Linked DNA regions of Mus musculus: region 1 is linked to region 2. The links are chromatin contacts, called in public promoter capture Hi-C maps. All regions are on one chromosome and are shown on one strand. The core of a region is the stretch at or near the end of the contact, and the rest is flanking DNA. Distances in the headings are between cores, read along the strand shown. Region 1 holds the start of Itga6 (integrin alpha 6). Region 2 holds the start of Cybrd1 (cytochrome b reductase 1).

Region 1 (3,467 bases), core at 422-2,921, 670 kb before region 2:
CCTCTCACTTCAGATTTACAGCTGACCAACAATTATTTTCGGGAGAATGCCACGCCTGCAGAGTCAGACCCCCTCCCTGCCCGGGACTATCCCACCCACAATAGACTTCTGCTTCACCTAGCAGGTGGTATCAGAAAAATCTGACCTTAAGATTTTGAAGTCCACAATATGCACAAACCCCAAAGTTGTTAAATATCCGAAAAGGGAGTTTTCTCCAGTTTAAAATAATTCTGGCCTCTCCTTTCCCCTTGGCTGCACTCTGTTCTCTCCGGTCTGCTGGTCCTGGAAGGACCTGGGTTCAACTCAAGACCTGGGCGGGGAGGAGGACCTTTTGTTGTGGGAATGAGCATGGATCAAGAATTTAACCCCACTGCGACTGGGCGACTAAGCTCCAGAAAATCTTCCCCAATCAAAGAACTGGGTCATGTGGGAGCCAACACTGTTTAAAAGGCAGAGCCAGTCGCTTTCTCCTGGAAGAAACACTTGGGAGGATGACTGTCACTTCCGAACCTTCTTTTCTAAGTCCCTCCTAGAAGGGGCACTTTGCTCTAACTCCTCCGTGAGGCCCACCCAGCACTGGGGCCGGAGGATCCTTGAGTGCTGCTGATCTATCAGGGAGCTGGGAGGGGGAGCTAGCACACCGACTCGAAGAAGCCTGTTTTCACAGCTGAGCTAGTCCTGAGGAACAGGTGCTTTTTAAGAAGCATGTTAAAGTATCTCCTGCAGGAGAGCCCACTCTGCAGGGAAAGTCATACGGGACAGCGAAAAGTGGCTTCCCAACTTCCACGCGGCGCGCGAACGAGGGAGGGGACCGGACGGTCGGAGAGTTGGAGAAAGGCCTGCATTTCCCTGGAAGACTTCCCGCAACCCTGTGTCCCATCACTGTCCCTAGTGCACACGTGAAGCTCAGCAAAGCGTGCCACCTGCCGGGGTCCCTGCAAACTAAGCCCGAAGTGGAGAACCGCGGAAAGCACTTCAGGGGAGGGGGAAAGTCAAGTATCCCGGGGCCGGGCCCGGGGTTTGTCCCTTCGGCTCTCCTCACTCCCGGGAGGCGCCGTGTGCAGGGCGCGGCGGGCCCGGATCTCTCAAGTCTTGGGCCGAAGAAGTGCGAGCGGGCAGGGCAGGGCAGGGCAGGGCAAGGTAGGGAAGGCCAGGGCAGAGCAGAGCCGAGCTGGGCTAGCCCACGGATAGGCTCTGGGCACGCGGGACGGGCGGCAGCAGGGCGCGCCCTCGTTCTCCCTGGCGCAGCGCGGCGCCCCGGTGGGGATGGGAAGAGTCGGGGAACTCACAGCCGCTTGTCCTCCGGCTGCAACTGCCAGTGCATGGCGAGCGAGAAGCCGAAGAGGCTCCCGGGATCCCCCGATTTCCGGATCACGTTGTCCTCGCGGGTGTCCAGGTTGAAGGCTGTACCCAGCCGGGCTAGAAGCCCCGCGGACAGGTAGAGCAGGCACAACTGGCCCGCGACCGCCATGGGCGCGCGCGGTGGGAGGGACCCGCGGAGCTGCTGCGGCCTCTGTGCGCGCGGGCTCGGGGCCGGGGCCGGGCTGCCTGGCGCGCCGCTGCGGCCACTTGGCCTCGGTCGCCCCTGCGCGCGGCCCCACCCCCGGCCGGCTCACGCTCACTGTGCGGCCGCTCCCCCACGCCCGCAGCTAGCTGCTGCTCAATGAGCCCGTTGTTCTCTGGAGACTCTCAAGCGTTTTATCGAGTGACCGGGACTCCGGCCCCGCCCCGCCCCGCCCCGCCCCTCCCGAGGCCCCGCCCGCCACACGCACCTTCCCTGCCGGCCCCGCCCCGCAGCGGCGCACCCGCCGCAGCCCTCCCACCTTCCCGCCACCTGCCCGGAAGCGTCCCGGAGCTTGGCAAGACTAGCCAGGCTTTTTTTCTACCTGTCACTGAACTGCGGGCCTCATAGGGCTGACTTGCAAAGACATCCGTTCTCCAAGGGTTCAAGACGCGCCTAAGTATGCCCAGCTCTTGGGGTTGGCTTGATGTTGCATACTCGCTGGCTCCCCAGGGACCCAAACGTCGAAAACGTTGCTGTGCTACTTAAAAACACACTGTTTCATTCAGGCCTAGGAAGCGGGCTTCTCTGTGCTGATGAGTTTTGGTTTTTTTTTTAAAAAAAAAAAAAAGAAAGAAAGAAAAGAAAAGAAAAGAAAAGAAAAGAAAAGAAAAGAAAAGAAAAAAGTCAACTCAGATTTTTGTGGGAAGATCTCTAGGTAGGGAACACTGAGTCCTTCTATCTTGGGCCCTGGAGTTTAGCTATTGTCCCCTTTTCTTACCCTAAGTTTCCTAGTCTAGTTAGAACTGCATAGATAGAGACAGCTAGAGGTCCGTGTGGGTGGCTTGAAGGCTTGAGTCTCGCGGGCATAGGGTGGGGCTTTCCAGCGAGGTGTTGGCTTTTGAGGCATGTTTATTTTAGGATAGAAAAACTTGCTTCAGGGACGCTCAGAACTTGGTTGAGAACAAACAATATACATTTTAGTGAACCATTTTTTATTATCCTCTGACATTTAGATTAGCATGTTTTCTCTTATGAATGTAGACAGTAAACCACAAAGGCAGGAGACTGTACCAACAACCCAATTATCAGTAGAAAATACTGTTTTATCCAGAAAAGTTGGTTGTTGCAGATGTTTCAAATTACAGTTGTTATTAGGTAGCTACTCTGCTAGATCTCGATGTATGTCAATAAAGAAGCAATTTATTACTATAGAAAAAAATGTTAACATTTTGACATATGTTAATATAATCGATTTTCTTCTTAAAAACATGTATGTTGTGCATAGGGTCTTGGTTTTCAGTAACTTACTGAACGGGCCTTGTTCTACCCTGTCTCCTATCGATGTAATTTAATATTTTAACCAAAAGCCACCTGAGGAGAAAAGAGTTTGTTTTATCTTACATTTCCAGATAATAGAACTCAGGACGGGAACCTGGAGCAGAGACCATGGATAAAAACTGCTTAGTGGTGTGCTCCCTCTAGTTGTGTTGAGCCAACTCTCTATACAAGTCAGGACCAACTGCCCAGAGCTGGGTAACAATCACAGTGGGCTGTACACTCCTGATGCTGGAAAGGGCCTTTCCATGGAACCTAACAGGCATGCATAGGAAATAGAAGCAGGGTGCAGTCCCAAGGGAGACCCAAAGCGTCCTTCTACATCTGTACCAAGAGAACAGCTGGAGCTACTCAGAGAAGCTATGTGAATATCACGTGTGGTCTTCACAGGTGGCAGCAGCTGCCAGAGTGAGTCCCCAGCAGATGTGCCACTTCCCAAACAACTAGTAATCTCACATCTTGCCCTGGGTGAGGTATAATGGATCTAAATGCACACGAGATCTTGAAGATCACACGGTTTGAACAAGCGCTTCTGAAGGACATTGAGAAACTGTTAGAAATGACTGTCTAGTGAGGTAGAAAATATCAGCAGTGTGATTTTTAGTGGGTGTCACTCACAACCGTTTTC
Region 2 (3,639 bases), core at 38-2,537:
GCTCCACCGTGATGGAAAGAGTGCTTCTGGTGGTTGGAACTTTAGAACCTGGATATGTTTTTCTCATTTTAGGGTAGTGGCCAAATAGCTGGGAACTCTGCAGCGAAATGGCTTGGATGCCTACCTCACACCACAGTAGCTCAGCATTAGTATTACCTTCTCCAGATTCCCATGGAAGAAGGCTGACCACTCTTGCTGGAGGCCGTAGCACCGGTTTAAAGCATGCGCGGGGTTGGGGGGGGAGGGCGGGGGGTGCAACACACACACACACACACACACACACACACACACACATTTTTCTTTAGGAACGAAGCCAGTGCTTCTGTTTGCTCATTTGTGGGACTTTTAGTATTGGTGAAGAAGAGGAGGCCTGTTCAGAAGCCAGGCTGCTAGAACCTGTTCCGAGCCTCTCAAACAGTTTGTGCTAAGCAAGCCCAGCACAACAGCTTGGCTTTTCTGAATGCATTCTCGCTGTCACCGCCTTTTTGGAAAAGTGAAACGTGCGGTGCCCCATTAGCTGAAGAAGACAGTGAAGATGAAGAGTAGAATTGCAGGGGGAGAGAGAGAGAGAGAGAGAGAGAGAGAGAGAGAGAGAGAGAGAGAGAGATAGATGGATCCCGGGCGTCCAGCGGTCCCTTGGGGCCACTCTCAGCTTTCATCTCCCTGTCAGATTCAAGACCACAAAACTCCGCCAAGGAACTTTCGCCACATCAACAAATGGAGCGCAGCCAGGCAGCAGCCGGTGACTGATGGAGGTGCCCAGAACTCCGGAGGAAAGAACAGGACAGGGGAAAGGATGGAGAGGCACCAACTGACGATGCTGCGCGGAGACTTGAGCTCCCCGCCTAGGAGACCTGAAGCAAGTTCAAAGGCCAGCCTCACCGAAGCTGGGGTTTCGCGTCCCTGACTGCGCAGGCCCTGCCCACCTGAGTAACTTTCCCTAGTTTCATGAATTCCTTGGAATCCACGACGGCGTCCCGGGTCCCATCGCGCAGTGACCCCACCAACCCCCTCGAGGATCCCAGTACCGATGCCCTGGATGAAGACGAAGCCGGTCACCGCGAGCACCGGGTGCCAGTTAAACTCGAGCCCGCTGCCGTTCCAGCCAAGCCCCTCTCGGAAGTGCAGGACCCAGATGAGCACGAAGATCACCGACAGGAAGCCCACGAGCAGCGCGGACACCAGCAGCCCCAGGAAGCCCCGGTAGCCCTCCATGGCCATCAGCACCCCATGCTCCACGACAGCCTGCTGGAGAACTTGGTGTTGCGGCCGTGGCCTCGGGGTACTGGCCCGGCGGTGGGGCCGGGGCGGCGACTTCTCGGCGCCGTCTCCGCCCGTGGGGAGGGGCTTTCTTAGGGTAACAGGCTGTGGGGCCTCCCGGGGGTGCCGCGGGCCCAAGCTCCAGACGGTCCCACCCCTTATCCCCCATCCTCCACCCCCGATCACGCGGCTGCACCGTGAGCTCTGGCTGCCGTGGTGGCCACCACCTGAAGAAGCATCCAACCTCCTTGAGTGTGAGTCAGTTCCTCACCAAGACAGCGCCCAGGAGCTCAAGCCTACCACTTTGCTTCAACTCTATGCGCCTTGTTTCCTTATTCTTGTGGAGGGCGGTGGTACACACTCTTTGTCACCAGAGACAGATTCACTGAAAGTGGTGAAGCCTGCGGTTGTAGTTATCCAGGCTTCCTGACCCCCCAGAGGGTCTGCTGCTGAGGGCAGCAGTGGACTTGGCCTTACCGTGTAAGGAAGCACCTGTAGGGATGAGAGTGTAGTGGAGCTCACCTGTGACCCCAACATTCAGAAAGCTGAGGCGGGAGGATAGCCACAAGTGTAAAACCACTCTAAGCTACATAGAGAGTTCCAGACCAGACCGCTATAGAAAGCCTGCCTCAACATCAAAACAGAGAAGAGAGAAAGAGAAGGCTGAAAGCGCAGCTAAATTGGTCTTACTTAGGTTTGCCTAGCGCGCACAAAGACCTGGGCACAGTCCTTAGAACAGTCCTTAGAAGTGACACACCCCTTATAATTTTACCATGGGAAAAGTAGAGGCAGGAGGATCAGATGTTTAATATCATCCCCAGTTACATGGAGAGTGTGAAGCCAGCCTGAGGTACATGCTATCCGATATCAAAAATAGTAACAATAACAGCTGGAAAAGACAGAAATAACAGAATATAAGCCACCTGCAACTTGCAGTTGCGCCAGGGAAGACAGGCAGTCACAGCCCTGGACTTGCCTGGAGTGTGCTAAAATGAGTTTAAAGATGTCTGCCTGCTCAAACCAATGTGAGCCTAGACCTTAAACCTCCCTGAGTGACTTAACTTGATGAAGAGACACTGGCTTCCTGTCCTTTTCCGTTATCCTTGCCCTTCTAGGTGAGACATTGAGCATCACTATCAGAGGAAAAGGGTGCTGGATGCCTCGGCTTCCAAAGTGCATTTGGGAATGCTCCCTCTAGCCCTTAGAGACCTTACAAAACACAGGAAAGGTAGTGTGTGTGTGTGTGTGTGTGTGTGTGTGTGTGTGTGTGTGTGTGCGCGCGCGCGCGCGCGCAAAGCTCGCGCGAGTGTGTCTCTGTGTGTGCACACCTGTGTGTGCGCATGTGCACACGTGAGCACACACATGTGCATATGTGCCTGCTCATCAAGGAATGGTTTTTCCAATTATAGGTTTTGAGGGCTAGTTCAGTAGGTAAAGGCACTTGTCACTAAGTGTGATAACCTGAGCGTAGTCCAAAGAACTGACAGGTACAAAAGAAAACCTACAAGTTGTCCTCTGACCTCTACATTTGTGCTGTGCTGTGCGCGCCCCCCCCCCCCCCACACACCACTATCACCACCGCACCAAATAGATGTTTAAAATTAATTTTAGAATAAGAAACTATAAACAACATTTTGAAGTTTTATTTATTTTATAACTATGAGAGTTTTGCCTCCATGTCTGTGTACCATATGCATGCAATGCCCACAGAGGCCAGAAGAGGGCAGTGGATGCCCTGAGACTGTAGTTACAGACTAAAGCTGTGAACCACCTACCATGTGGGTGCTGGGAACTGAACCCTGGTTTTCTGGAAAGGTAGCCAGTGCGCTTAACAGCTGAGCCAACTCTCCAGCCCTTAAAATATTGTGTTTTTTTTTTTTTAATTAAAGGTTTTAGACCAAGGAAGTGGAGTGTCAAGGCCCTGGTAGTAGAGCTGGATTAATGAGTAAGAGATTTGAATCTGTGGCCTGCGGCCATGTTGTTATTTTTCCCTTGGTAAGGAGATTAAGTAACTGGGAGGAAGGGCATTGTGTTGGGAGATTAATGTGTCCATCAGGGTTTCAATGGAGAATGGACAGCATATTCAAATTGGGCAATTCAGTAATGACCAGGACTATTTACATTTAGTGGGCAGGGTTTTAACACTGTCCCAAGCCTACAGCAGAGAGGGTTCCTGGAGTCCAGAGAGAAAAATGTGAAAGGGAAACCTTGTACAAGAGGTGCAGCCAGCTTGTGGGGGTGGGGGTGGGATGGGACTCAAAGGAAAACACAGGACAGGAGGTAACTGTTCCCTGCCCAACTCCTGCAGGGGTCTCCCAGTGGCTAAGCAGAACCTAACCAGAAGCCAGAGGCTGTGATGTACCCCTGGCAGGTCAGCTC

What was found. Promoter capture Hi-C pulls out the DNA fragments that hold promoters and counts their contacts.
Region 1: a contact with region 2 is called in a promoter capture Hi-C map of hippocampal neurons, with 5 times the contacts expected there. The contact joins the promoter of Itga6 here to the promoter of Cybrd1 in region 2. A contact is called at or near these places in 4 of 39 promoter capture datasets (hippocampal neurons, liver and maxillary cranial neural crest).

Annotation. Positions count from the first base shown.
Region 1 is chr2:71,785,143-71,788,609 of GRCm38.p6, reverse strand. It overlaps Itga6 (integrin alpha 6), which reads right to left and starts at 1,671. Exons shown (of 26, transcript NM_008397.4): 1 at 1,290-1,671. The coding sequence starts at 1,471.
Region 2 is chr2:71,115,702-71,119,340 of GRCm38.p6, reverse strand. Cybrd1 (cytochrome b reductase 1) reads right to left here and starts at 1,287. Exons shown (of 4, transcript NM_028593.2): 1 at 1,029-1,287. The coding sequence starts at 1,221. It also overlaps a transcript of Dcaf17 not described here.